Regions from separate parts of the Mus musculus genome. Here region 1 is linked to region 2. Evidence: chromatin contacts called from public promoter capture Hi-C data. All regions are on one chromosome and are shown on one strand. Each heading gives the region's core, a stretch centred on a gene start, on an enhancer-like site or on the middle of the called end of the contact. The rest is flanking DNA. Distances are from core to core; before and after follow the strand shown. Region 1 has its middle 6.2 kb from the start of Prkcd. Region 2 overlaps Cacna1d (calcium channel, voltage-dependent, L type, alpha 1D subunit).

The links. Promoter capture Hi-C pulls out the DNA fragments that hold promoters and counts their contacts.
Region 1: a promoter capture Hi-C map of the HPC-7 cell line shows a contact between it and region 2, with 3 times the contacts expected there. The contact joins two enhancer-like sites. A contact is called at or near these places in 3 of 39 promoter capture datasets (the HPC-7 cell line, hippocampal neurons and liver).

The regions. Positions count from the first base shown.
Region 1 is chr14:30,628,952-30,635,777 of GRCm38.p6, reverse strand. No RefSeq gene overlaps it. Among named protein-coding and RNA genes, the nearest start is that of Prkcd, 6.2 kb to the right of the region's middle. Within about 2 kb of position 4,512, at least 111 of the 459 cell types and tissues checked have an H3K27ac peak or open chromatin away from gene starts, as enhancers often do. A contact at or near this core is called in the HPC-7 cell line, where this site is marked.
Region 2 is chr14:30,050,331-30,057,011 of GRCm38.p6, reverse strand. Cacna1d (calcium channel, voltage-dependent, L type, alpha 1D subunit) reads left to right here. Exons shown (of 47, transcript NM_001083616.2): 40 at 4,455-4,568; 41 at 5,278-5,642. Among named protein-coding and RNA genes, the nearest start is that of Gm52108, 18 kb to the right of the region's middle. Within about 2 kb of position 1,896, at least 33 of the 459 cell types and tissues checked have an H3K27ac peak or open chromatin away from gene starts, as enhancers often do. A contact at or near this core is called in the HPC-7 cell line, where this site is marked.

The DNA.
Region 1 (6,826 bases), core at 3,263-5,762, 580 kb before region 2:
CCAGCCGCTCATCCTTAAGGCCTGAGTCAGCTCAGCTCTCTGAGCAAAGGTCAGAAGGGCAAAGACTGGAAAAGGCTCCTTGGACTCACTCTTGTGTGCTCCTGGAACGGGGCTGTAATCAGCCTCGGCGCTTCCTTGGGCGAGGGCAGTGGGACATATAGGCAGGTGGAGGAGTTGGCTCTGTTTCTAGTCTTTCATGGCACACGGGCTTTGCCTACGGAAGCTGGGCACTCTGGTCCCAGCTCTGGTGGCCTTGGGAACATCAGTTACAGAGGCCGGGCTGACACCACTCCCTCAGTTGAGGGGCCCTTGTGTGTGTGTGCTCACAAGTGTTGGGCTGGCCCTTCCTTCGTTCAGCTTCTGCCTGGAAAACCCCTTTTCTGTAGTTTCATTTCTCAATCTCTTCAATCCATGCCCAGGCCTCTGCATGGTATTCTAGGCCACTGAGGGTGCTCTCATGGGTGACCACAGCGGTGAAGCCCATGCAGAGGCCCTCAATCTACTCCAACCTTTCCCCTGCTCTCCAGAGCAGGCCTTTCTACAGCGGCTGCACTGTTCTTGTAACTCAGCCTGGGCTGTTTCTCCCACCTGGAGTGCCTCCTCACCCACCTCTGCCACCAGGGACTCCTTCCAGGTTATCCTGGCTGGTGCCAGGTTATCTTCCACAGAGCCTGCCAGCTATACAAACTATACAGACAGTATATTATACAAAAGCACAATAACAGAGCCCTCAGTGATCGATGACACATGTACTCTGATGTAGGCACTGGGCTAAACCCTTCTCTTGTCTGAGTTCCAGGGTCTTATGGGGGGAAGGGACTACTAATAGCCCCCCACACACACACACACACACTACAGATAAGGAAGTTCAAGCCAGAGAGAGAAGGTGACTTGTCCAAGGTCACATAGCTGAGCCATTAAGACTAATACCCCACAGTCCTAGGAGATGCCTGGCCTTGACTACCTACTTCCCTTCAATAAAACCTGTAAGGTTGGGGCAGGCATATTGTCTTCCTTCAGGAAGATTAGGCAGTGGGGCATGGGAAGGAATGAGGGATACCCTGGAAAATATTGCATCACGGAGAGTCCAGCTAAGATGCATACAGACAGAGGAACAGGCCAAGGAATGGAGAGACAAACACAGAAGCTGGACTTTCAGCCTTTGTCCCCTGTAACAACCTGTGTGGCCTGAGGCAAGGATTTACCCAAGCCTTGGTTTCTTCTTCTGTGGGATGAGTGGTAATACCTAATGTGCACCAGAGGTAGGTCATGAATTAGAGAGCAGTTAGGTCTTTTGTCTAGCTAGTGGCAGTACCCTCTGCTCAGGACACTGTCTGGATCACCCCCAGGGAGCCTGGGAGCCAGGGGCTAAGAGGGCTGAGAGGGGAGAGAATCTGCAGGCAGCTTCTCAGGCAGAAGAGGGAGGAGAAAGAGAAAGAAAAAGAAAAAGAAAGAGACGGTGGTAGCCCTGCTCCTCCACACCCTCACTCTCTTGCCTCACGACCACTGGGAGTTGGGCCTCTCATCCTGGAGGAGCTGCCTGCCTCAGGTCACACAGTAAGAGTGCGCTGAGCTGGGAGGAAAGGCTACACACAGCTTGGGCTCAACTGTGTCTGAACCCAGCAGGTCTTTGGTCTGATAGCTGGGAAGTGTGGCCTTTACAGCCTTGTCAGCTGAACAACCGGCTCTAATTATTCACTAGCTACTGCTCCTCTAATATCCACCCAGCCTCCTCCTCTAGGCTACCTAGGATTTGTGGCTCGTGGGATGCATCCCCAGACTTTCTGGGCATTTCCCTCTCCTCCCACCATGTCTTCCTGTGTTCACACTTTCTCAGTTAACCTGGGATTGAGTAGCAGCGACAGGCTGAGGCTTGGCAGCTGGTCAGGGATGTTGACAGGGACATAAGTAGAAGGCCTTGGACTGTGCCGAGGGATGGACAAACGGACATTTTCCCTTCTTTAACCCAGAGGAAGTCTCTAAGCCAATGCCCAGTTAAACCCAGAGAAGGCTTAGCCAAGTGTTATATCACAGGCAAAGCCCAGATATGAGGCATTGCGCGGTCTGTGTAGTCATCTTCCTGGAGTTTGGAGGCTGACAGGGGAGGAAGGAGAGACTAGGTCACATGGCTGATGGCTGGTCAGAACTTTGGACCTCTTTATAGGGGGTTCAGGATCAGCCTCAGGACCAAGAAGTGAGCCCTGAAAGCTTTTTAAGACGACCACATAGCTGTCATGAAGGTGACAAATTGTCAGGGTCAAGGAAGGCTGTGTCTTGCATAGAGGGAACCACAAAATGGCCACAGGGCAGGGTGGTAGAATCAAGGAATGAATGAATGGAGAAGTCAGGTTGGGGATACTGAAGTATGAGGGTGGTAAAGATTTGTATAAGCTTCCATAGTGAGTGCAGGCTGGCTCGGGTGGGGCCCGTTGTGCTGGTTGAGGTTGAGAATAGGGGCTAGGGCAAACAACTGATCAATGCAGGCCTATTGCTATCTGGCCAGGGCCTGGGAACTCTTGCCACGGCTGCCATCTGGATTGGAGAAGGCTTCAGACTACAGGAAGACATGTCATTCTGTATTACTCTACCAGGCACAGAGAGAGAGAGAGACACACACACACAGGCATACACAGAGACACACACACAGAGACACAGATACACAGAGACACACACAGATACATACACACAGAGACAGACATACAGACAGAGACACACACACATGCACACACACTCACAGGCACAGACACACACACACACAAATGTGTGGCACACTCACGGGGATCGTGATTGACACTGGCCTTCTTGAATGTCTGGGGAAGGGAAAAACATTCCTGGGGCTTCTGGAGTGCTCTAGTGTCTGGTATGGATGGTGTGGAATGGAAGGGTTTGAGACACAAGAGGAAAGGAGGGTGCTCCCGCCATCTCTCTTCCTACAAGCCCTCCCATACACAGACCCCTGCTGGCCCCTCAGTACACAGGCATGAATTCACTCCTAGGTAGCCCCTAGAGGCCAGCACAGACCCCCCCCCCCACCCCCATGCCTCTACGTTCTCTCAACTTCTGGCCTCAAACAGCACCCCTCCCCCACCCTGGCCAGAAGCAGTCCACACCCTGGGAAACATCCTCCCACTCCACCAAGCCAGCAGGGTTGCTCTGGGAACTGGAGGGAGCTAGGACAGACCTTAGTCAGCATGAACTTCCCAAGCATCTAGGTTATAAAACCTGAGGACAAATTTAAAAGACTAACTCTCCCCCCCCCCCCCCCCAGAGCTCTCAACTGGGTCCCAGATCTCTTCTGCACCTGGAAACTCCAGTGGTCCAGGGCCTGGTACCTGTGACTGGGGTTCCATTTCCAAAGCCAACCTTGAGGAAGCCTGGTATGGTGGGGTGTCAGGGGTGTCGGAAACCAACCGAGTCTCTAGCCTACATGTGGCCTACTTGAGAGCTTAGATTCTGTACTCCAGCCCTTGACCCAAATTCTACCCCATATCCAAAAATTATACCCTTCTTCCATTTGCCCTGCGGTCATAGATCCTGAGGTGCTGGCCTGGGTATTGACTGTGGTTTTTTGTTTGTTTGTTTTGTTTTGTTTTATTTTGTTTACCTTAAGGGCTTACAATGCCTCCTGTCCAAGCCTGTTCAGCAGCCTGGCTGCCTGCCTAGCCACTGTGGCCAAGATGGCCACAGTCTGTGCCCACAAAAGGCTGTGGGCAGAAGCTGGGCCCAGACCTATGAAGGTGGTGGGTTGAGGCTGGGTGGGCAGCAGCTGGAGGATGGGACTCATTTTGCACTGTGGAGGCTCCTCCCTGCCGACCGACTGCAAGTTGCTAGGATTGGCAGATGGGGAGGTGTGGGACAGAAGGAGGGATAGGCCTAGCTGCCTAGTTCTAGTGCTGGACATGGGACTGGGCTCTCTGTTAAGTTAGTCTCAAGGCAGCCCCAGGGGGTGTAGCTCTTACAGCTGAGGAAAATGAGGCTGGAAGAGGGCTGGCACTTGCTCCAGGTTACATAGCCAGCCACTGAGGTGGCTACAGAATGGTTTTTTTCTTGCCTGGGGCCTCTGCCCAGGGGCTATGCTTTAGGAGAGGCCCTGGGCAGGCTGTAGTGCAGGTGGGCACATGAGAAGCAAAGACTTTCTGCAGAAGAGCCATTTGTGGGGTGGGGAGTGTTGTGGGGAGTGGGGTGGGGATGGGGTTTGTTGACTACTAAGAGCTGGATGGAAGCCATTCCAGGGGCAAAGCACAAACTGAGCTGAGACTAGGGAGTGGAGAGCGAGAGCAGGGTCTTGGTAAAAGTAACCCAGGGCCTCTCAGATCTCTGGAGGACTTGACTTGCTGGGTTGGGCTCTGCTGGTCCAACTGGCCCAACCACTTCTCTTGGGCACTACCCATTGCCACTGCGCAGAGCCCTGCCAGGGGATGCCAGGCAAAATCTGTCAGAAGTCCCAGCTCAACTTCCCAGTCTCAAGGGTAAAGAGGTCCCGAGCTCCAGGCTGCTCTATTCTGTGTGGAGGAGTAAAGGGCAGCCACTTCCTTCTGAGGAGAGGAGTGGGCAGATCAGACTGTGGAGATCTGTGCAGTTACAAAACACTTCTGCTTTCTTCTGTAAGTGGGGCTGTTTCCTTTACTTTAAAGGACTCAAAACGGCCAACAGATCTTTATGTCTTTTAGGTTTCTAGGGCTCTCCCTACCCATCTGCCACCTCCAGCTTTGGGTCCTCACCAGCAAGGCAATGCCAGGACAGGTGTCAGTGTCTTGGCAGCCTCTAGGCGGTTACATGACCCAGGAATAGAGCTGGGTCTTTTATAGTCAGGTCAGAATCACTTGGAGGCCTGGCACCTCCCACTCCCTGCTGGGAAATTCTTCCCTAGGGCAGGCAAGGCTGCAAGCTGTCCACACTAGTGCACAATGACAGTGGCACTAGGGGACTGTCTGCAAGAGTGGTTGTGGTGGTACAGTAGAGGTTGGATGTGGAAGGGTGAAAGGTGGGGGAGGGGGAAGAGGTAAGGGAATGCTGTTGCCACTGAGGGCTTATGTGGCTTGGGTCCCTGGAGTACCTGTCTATAGCCCTCGGCACCTCCAAGAACCTTGTTTTGTCTCAGGGCCACTTCAATCCCTTTCCTCAGTTTCCAGTAGAAGTTTCAATGAACCGCTGTCTGCAGAGGAACAGAGGCATCCACAGGAGAGCAAGTGAGGAGTTGGTGAGGCCATCCCTGCCTCCCTCTCCCAGCCGTCACCCTATGTGGATAGACACACTAGTCTGAGCCTCAGCAGAGGCACATGGAGTTGTTCTGGACTTTTCCTTCATGCCTCTAGCTGTCACTGCTAACCAGCCTCAGCTCCACTGCCCCTCCTTGCCATTCCCGGGTTCCAGTGAGGACCTGGGACAGAGGAAACCCCCCCCCCCCCAGGAGACAGCCTGGCCAGAACTGTGCTAAGAGGTTAATGCTGGGCTGGGACAGTCCAGGGCTGTGCCCATGAGAGAGCCACAGGAATGCCCTATGCCCTGATGTCCTTAAGAACTGCTGCCCATTTCTCTCCAGGAATTCCTTAAGTTTCACTAAACAAACGGAGGTTAAGAGGAATCTCAGAGAGGATTAGCCCAGCCTTGCTGACTTTGTGTTAACTGGTGGAACCTACCCTGCTTGAGCTGGCTCCTCTGGTCTCAGAAACTCCATCTCAACCACAAGATGTCGTTATTAGCATCTTCACTCCACAGAGGAGGGAGCCTACACATAGTCAGATCACAGGTCCAGGGCAGAATGGGACAATAACCTAGCCCTTTCAGTATCTCCCTGCCACGTGGTACTACCCTTAAAATCTCCAGAGCCTGACTTTACTTGCCACCTGGTGCCAGGGGCTGAAACCTCTGTGGCAGCCTTCATGACCTGACCTGTAGGCATGCCCCAAGTGCCCTTTCCCACCTCACTGCCCCCAACGAAACCCTGCCAGGCTCAAATATATTACTCCTGCTGCCTGTATTTCCTGTCCCAGAATCGTGAGTCTATTCTCTCTTCACCAGAACAGGGCTCCTCTGGGTGGGGAGGAGATGGCTGCCCTGACAGTTAGAGCTTCAGGGCTAGAACAGTAAGTAGTGAGACAGACAGAAACACAAACAGCACAAGAACTGACCGCTGGCAGAGAGCAAATGGGAGAGCCCGTCCTGTCTTCAGCGGGCAGGCGGGCCTCAGGAACAATGGGTGGTCTTTTCAGGCTATCTGATTAGATCTCAGACTTCTCCTTCAGAGGTCTCAGGACCCTGTTTTGCTCACGGCTTTGGATAATACCAGAGTGATAGAAGTCTTCGCGCTCTCCTCTGGACAATTCCTCCAGAAACTCACAGAGGACCAGCCCAGAGTGGTTGCTGCTCGGTTCCACCCACATCTTGTGCTAGGCTTTATGCTAACCTGGAGGAGGAGAGGAGGAGAAAGAGAAGAGGGGGATCACTTCTGTGTGGATGCTCAGCCTTGCTAGAGGATCAATACCCTGTGTTGAGGACTATCCCGTGCCCTTTCAAAGCTGAGAGCCTGTGACTTAGCATAATGACCATTCCTGTAATCCTAAACATACAAACATACAGACCACGTCCTTAGCAGAGGTCCACCTTGGATCAAACTCTGTGTTCTCTCTCTCTCTCTCTCTCTCTTGCTCTCGCTCTCTCCTTCCCCTGTGTCTGTCTGTCTGTCTGTCTGTGTTTGTCTGTGTTTCTCTTTCCTTGTGCAGCCACTTTTACAGGTGAGGACTTAAGCTGGAAAGGGCGTGGTCACAATGATACAGTCAGGGTCATAGAGTCAGCACATGATACAGCCAGTTTCCTTTGAGGCCTC
Region 2 (6,681 bases), core at 647-3,146:
GTTCAAAAACGTCTCTGATTCTGATGTTAAACCAGGAATCAGAGTGGAATAAGATGGAAGGGTTGGTAGTGTGGCCCAGTGGTCCGTGCTTAGCATGCCTGAGGCCCTGGTTTAGTCCCCACCAAAATAATGTGGAACTGCAAGTGGCCTCTCTGTTCTTTGCAGTCATAGGTTGCTTAGATAGCGCTATTAAATAACCCCTTTAGCTTTCAGAATGTGGTGGCACATATGATTTGTACAGCCCAGCGCTGGCCCTCAGTAACTCATGGTCTGATGACTCGTCAAGGAGAGGAGGGCTCGCTGTACATGAGTAATGGAGTGTCATAGCCATGATTCTAACCCTTTATATCTAACACGAGAACTGTTCACAATGGATAACAAAGGCCACACCATGACATTTCTCCTGGAGGAAGGCAGTGGTAGAATAAGGGGTGTGCCCATGTGCAGAGGAGGCGGGGGACGGCACATAGACAAGCCTGTTCATTCTTTCAGGATTTAATCTCCCATCTTCTAACAGCTAGTCTAAAACTGTTCTTTGTAATTGAGTGTGGGCCAAGTCCTGCCCCTCCCCCCTAAAATTAACCAGAACTTGTCAATAGTGAGGTGACTGCATAGAGCCAGCTTTGGTTAAATGAGGCGTGTCTGGGTTGAGGAGCAGGCTGTGCCACGGTAACGTTCTTTGGCAGGAGTCTGAAGCCCTGGCACCCACTCCGTGAAGATGGAGGGTCTCTCCCAGGGCCGCCTGGAGACTTGCCTCTCTGTCCTCCACTGCTACAGCGTAGGTCTGGGGTGGGTCTCTGGGTGTTTGTGTATGCATGCTGTGGAGTGAGAGTTGGCAGATGGCTGGCCTGACACAGGGAGCTAGTCTGGGGAAGCAGGCAGCAAATGCTTTTCAAATGCATCCAGACAGACAGCACCCCACCCTGAGGGTGAGCCAGGAAGGGAAATGGGCATTTCTGCTCCACAGCAGAGCGTCACTTTATGCTGTTGCTTCAGAGATGTTGAGAGAGAATATATTTTTGGTGACTTAATCATTAAGTAGAGTAAATATCTATAAAATTCCAATTAAATGGTGTCTAAAACTTAAAGGAGCAGTCTACAGGCAAAATGCCAACATTTCTTTTTTTAAACAAATATTTATGATAACAGCTAGCATTTTAAAGTCAACCAGAAACTAGGCTTAATCCTGTTTAATATTTTGTAAGATTGGACATCTTAAAACAAGTCAATAATGTTTATATTTTATAGCAATTCTGTGTTTATTCAAAACTATAACTCTACTGTGATGTTAATGGAATGACTTTATATGGCTATGTGTGGATTAAGTGCTAATGACCACATTTCAAATTAAAACAATATTTTTGCTGATAGAGATAGATATATAAAATATGAAAGACTAGAAAATTTTACTGACTGTAATGTTTTCTTCAAGAAAAATACTTTTTTTTTTTAGTGTTGTAAGTAATTTCTCTGAGGGTTTAAGATAGTTGTCTGTATTCTGGAACACTGGATTCTGTGCCTCTGGGGGTTTGGAACAGCCTAAGCTACCTTTTAGCTTGATATGTGTGCTAGAATAATTTTCATTCTCGTGTTTTGTGATATGTAATAAATTCAGGGTGCTGTGCTTATGCTCCATTTCAATTCTAGCTGGGAACCTGTGTGTCGGTCCCCTGCCCCCAGGTCCCACGCAAGAGAGCGAGTCAGCCCCACTCTTACCAGGTGCGCTTTGCGAACTAGGATCATGAGTTCAAAACCCTCTGCTTTCACATCTGGGAAGAGTGTTGCCTTCTCTCCTCCTGTCTCTTTAATAAATATGTTGTCATTATCTGTTTGGGGAAGTGGTACCCCAAGCCACCTGTCAACCCTCTCCATGATTTATGTTGCAAACGAACCTTCTGTCCTGTCTGTTTACTCCCCATTCCTGTCAACGAAATCCTAATCTCGTGTAACTCTGAAGGTGTGCTGGAGACAGTTTCTGTTTTCATTATGCAACTGTTACATGTGTATTTCAGTGAAATGTCAACTCATCAACGAAGGATGATGTTAAAAATTATCCAAATAAATAGTTTTCTATTTCTTTTAATGATACCTAGTCCAGTCAGTTAAATGAGAGCAAGACTGTTATTTAAACTGGCAAATGTTCCTGGCCCTATGTCTTGAGAATCCATCTGCGTTGATGTGCACAGTGTACCTGGGAGTGTCAAAGAGAATGAATATAACCCATGTTTATTTTATGGAAACAGAAGCAGGGGTTTCAAGCATTGTGTCTTATCCGAATCTCAAATACGTAATAGACCTCTCTCGAAAAGTCAGACAAGGGACTCTCACCACTCTTCTTGTGTCTTGAGAATTGCACTCTAGAGACTGAATGAGTGGGTATGTATGGCCGTACTCCACATGCCCGCAGCTGAACTGAGTAAGACCTTCTACCAACACACCCCTGGAGCTGCCTTCATGGTATTTCTGAGGAATAGAGGTGGGCCTGTTGCAGACCTAGAAAATGTGCTGGACATAAGAATCTGAGAGAGAGAGAGAGAGAGAGAGAGAGAGAGAGAGAGAGAGAGAGAGAGAGAGAGAGAGAGAGAGAGAGAACAAACTTCCAAAAACACGAGTGTATTTGTGGTTAGAAGGGCAGCAGGAAGTAGCTTTTTTTGGCACGCCATGAACTGTTTGGGACCCTGGGATATGCTGGGATATGCCTCTTTCCCTTCCTGTACATTGATATGTATGCTAGAAGACTGTCTTTACCACCTTCTGTGGTTACATAATAAGTGTGGGGTACCATGCTTAAGCTTCATGCCATTTTTAGTTGGGAATGTGTGTTTGTCCCCTCTCCCAGGAACTAAGGTTCCTTTGCCTAACATTCCTAGGTAAGACCCATAAAGCTTCGATTCCCTAGCTTGACCTTTGTCCCTACAATTCATGAAACAGAAGGACCTGCTGGTGTCCAATCACAGAAGGGTTCGGAACAAACCAGCCTTTTTGCAGAACCACCTAATGAACCAGATGTTCTTGCGGATGCAGCTGTTGTTATAAAGGGCCGCTTGAGAAGTCTCTGGACAACCTTACATTTTGAATTAACCTTTGTCACCACCGATGTTTGCAGATGACCAGCTTTGAGTATTTTGACACCAGGGGTTCTAGCTCGGCTTAGCCCCACTCTGCTCACCTCCTCTCTCCTTCCCTCCCCTCTTCCCTTGCTCCCTCCCTTTCCCTTTTCCAAGCATCTGTCCCACCACAGTGTCTCAGGTGTGAGCACTGCTCTTTATCTCAGTCCTTCTCAAAGCTACTCAACTTCTGTGTGGCGCTGAGAAGAAAGGCCAGGAAAGTGCTCTCTGCCCAGGGACCCAGCCCTCCACGACTGTCTTCTGTAAACGGCCCTGAGGTTGGAGCACAAGCTGCTTGTCCAGGCAGTGTCTTTGGCTCCCTGCTAGCTTGTAGGGGTTACTATTTGCTGCCTGCATACCGGAGGTAGAACCTAAGACCCCAGAGCGACTGTGGAGAAGGATGAAACCCCTGTTAGTCTGAAGTCAGCATCTTGACCTTCTTCAAATTAATGCTGAAAACTCAATTTTCTCAGAGCTTGTGACTCCCTTTACCCTGTTTACAGGCCGTTCACATGGTTTCCCCGACAGAGGTGTGGATGATGCAGACTTTCCCAGGCCCATCATGACTGACCCCTTGGGCTAAGGAAGGCCAGCAGAGAGGGTCTATGGGGAAGTCCAGAGAGCTGTCACCCGTGGGTCTTGTACTGCCTGTAGATGGTAGCAAGACCTCATCAGTCTGTGTGGTTTCAGAATCCCGCCCCCTCTGCTAGCAGGTCCTCAGTGTGTATGGGATATATAGGCCAAGGACCCCCCCCCCCCCAAGGGCTGGAGTGGCTCCACTGCACAGCAGCCTCAGCCTGTGTGACTGTTGATCTGTTTCCTTGTGACCTGAGTGTGCTGGTGACTGCAATGTATGATGTCACCCACCTGTTCCATGCTTTCCAGTGAGTCAGCGGCCCCAATGGCTGCTCGTTTCTCTGCTCCTAAGCCAGCTCATCCTCCATGCAGCCAGGCAGTTCTCGTCCCCTCGTTCTTTTTAGGAACAACTAGCTGATATTCCTTGCCCTGTTTGGGACTCAGGATATGCTTCTCTGCAAGCAGCCTTCCTGAAGAGCTAGTCAGGGGCATACACTGTTAGCTGTGACCATTCCTAGTGCTGATAGCCAGGTCATATGCTGTTGAGTGGGGCATTTCTAGGGGAAGTTACTTGATCACAAGCCTTAATGGGCCCAACGTAGCTCCACTGGGACCTACTGACACCCCATCCCTAACGGCCTAGGTCACAGTTACAGTTAGTCAGTACTTCCTTGGATTGGCCTTTGGAGAAAGCTTCCCCTCCTACTGCTCCATCAGGCTGGACCAGGCCTCCTCGATATCTAACCTGTTCTGCCATTTTCATTGACCTAGGCGGGATTAAGGACCCTGCATGACATTGGGCCAGAAATCCGACGGGCTATATCCTGTGACTTGCAAGATGACGAGCCAGAAGACTCCAAACCAGAAGAAGAAGATGTATTCAAAGTAATTATTCCACGCCTAGCGCCTCACTGGCCACATGGAGATAGTGGGGCGGGTGGGGCTTTGGTTAGGGTGGTTCTGATCCGCAGAGGAGTGTGGACAATACAAACCAGGGGCAGGGGCTAGAGAGGCTTGCACATCCTGCCCCACTCCACCCTGGGACCTCTCTGTTCACCAGTACCTCTTGTGGGCCAGACCAGCCTCTTTCCTGAGCTTTCCCCGGTCCCCAGCTGTCAGCTTCTCAGCTCAGCCACAGCCCACTGACCACAGAGTCCAGGAACATTCTGGGTCTTTCTAGCAGCTGTCCACGCTGCCTTCCTTCTGCTCCAGCAGTTCTTTGATCTGCCAGCCAGCCCTCAGCCTCCCAGCTCAGAGAAAATGTCAAGTACCCTACCTTGGGGCTACCCACCAAGCCAGCTGGGCTTAAGTCACCTCATCTTGGAGCGCCTGGAAGAACATACCCAAGGGGCAGCAGAGAGCTTGCGCCCCAGCTCAGGACTTGGTAACCTTCCTCATTTCAGGTGGGCCCACTGCCACACGAGTCTGTCCACCTGACCACTGAAAGAGAGGCTCAGGTTGTCTCTCAGGGATCCTCTGGAGCGTGCCCTAGAGTTTGTGTTTCATGTAGAGAAAAAAAAAAATGACCTAACGTAGCTAAGCCTGCATCAAATAGTTGTTAAATTACCTGGTGTTGTCTCCCATTATTTTGCAGAGAAATGGTGCCCTGCTTGGAAACCATGTCAATCATGTTAATAGTGATAGGAGAGATTCCCTTCAGCAGACCAATACCACCCACCGTCCCCTGCATGTCCAAAGGCCTTCAATGCCACCTGCAAGTGATACTGAGAAACCGCTGTTTCCTCCAGCAGGAAATTCGGGGTGTCATAACCATCATAACCATAATTCCATAGGGAAGCAAGCTCCCACCTCAACAAATGCCAATCTCAATAATGCCAATATGTCCAAAGCTGCCCACGGAAAGCCGCCCAGCATTGGGAACCTTGAGCATGTGTCTGAAAATGGGCATTACTCCTGCAAGCATGATCGAGAGCTTCAAAGAAGGTCCAGTATTAAAAGGTAACCTTGGAAAGGGTGATGCTGTTGTCTGCCCTTGTCACACCCGCTCCGCAGGGCCAGTCTTCTGCCCTGTGCTCTGGCCCATGGTAACTCCCTGGAGACATTTGTATTTGAACTTGAGAGCCACTTGCCTCTTGGCCTCTCTGTATGTAGCCCGTGTGAGGGACCTACCACATAAGGGGTCACCCACTACCCACCTTCTGCATGGGGTGTTCTCTTAAAACAACAGCAGCCACAAAATCCACCTCCCTCAGTTATGGTAACATTCTTTGGGACAGGGGTTGGTGAATGTCTTCTGTAAAGGGCCAGTATTTTAGTTTTGGGGACCATTCAGTCTCTCTTGCAAAACTCCCCAGGTTTGCCATGGCAGGGTGAACATAGCCAGGGAGCATTCTTTTTTTAATTTATTTATTTTTATTTTTTATTAATTAGGTATTTTCTTCATTTACATTTCCAATGCTACCCCATAAGTCCCCCAAGCCCCCCCCACTGACCTCCCACCCACCCACTCCCACTTTTTGGCCCTGGCTTTCCCCTGTACTAAAGCATATAAAGTTTGCAAGACCAATGGGCCTCTCTTTTCACTGATGGCCAACTAGGCCATCTTCTGATACATATGCAGCTAGAGACACGAGCTCCGGGGGGTACTGGTTAGTTCATATTGTTGTTCCACCTATAGGGTTGGAGACCCCTTTAGCTCCTTGGGTACTTTCTCTAGCTCCTCCACTGGGGACCCTGTGATCCATCCAATAGCTGCTGACTGTGAGCCTCCACTTATGTGTTTGCTAGGGGCCAGGGTACATTCTTAAGAAACGAAGCAGTTGGGTTCCCATAGAGCTGTGCGTGTAGCACTGGAATTTGGACTTTGTAGGGCTAGAAAGGGCAAAAGGGTTCGCTGCTTTTTACTTTGTTTTCTGCCCTTTATAAATGGAAAATCCCTACCTAGATCGTGGGCCACACGAAAACAGATAGTAGACCATAGCTGGCCAGCAAACTCTGGTTTGCCTGCCCCCGCTCCAGAAGACAGGCTGGTATCTGC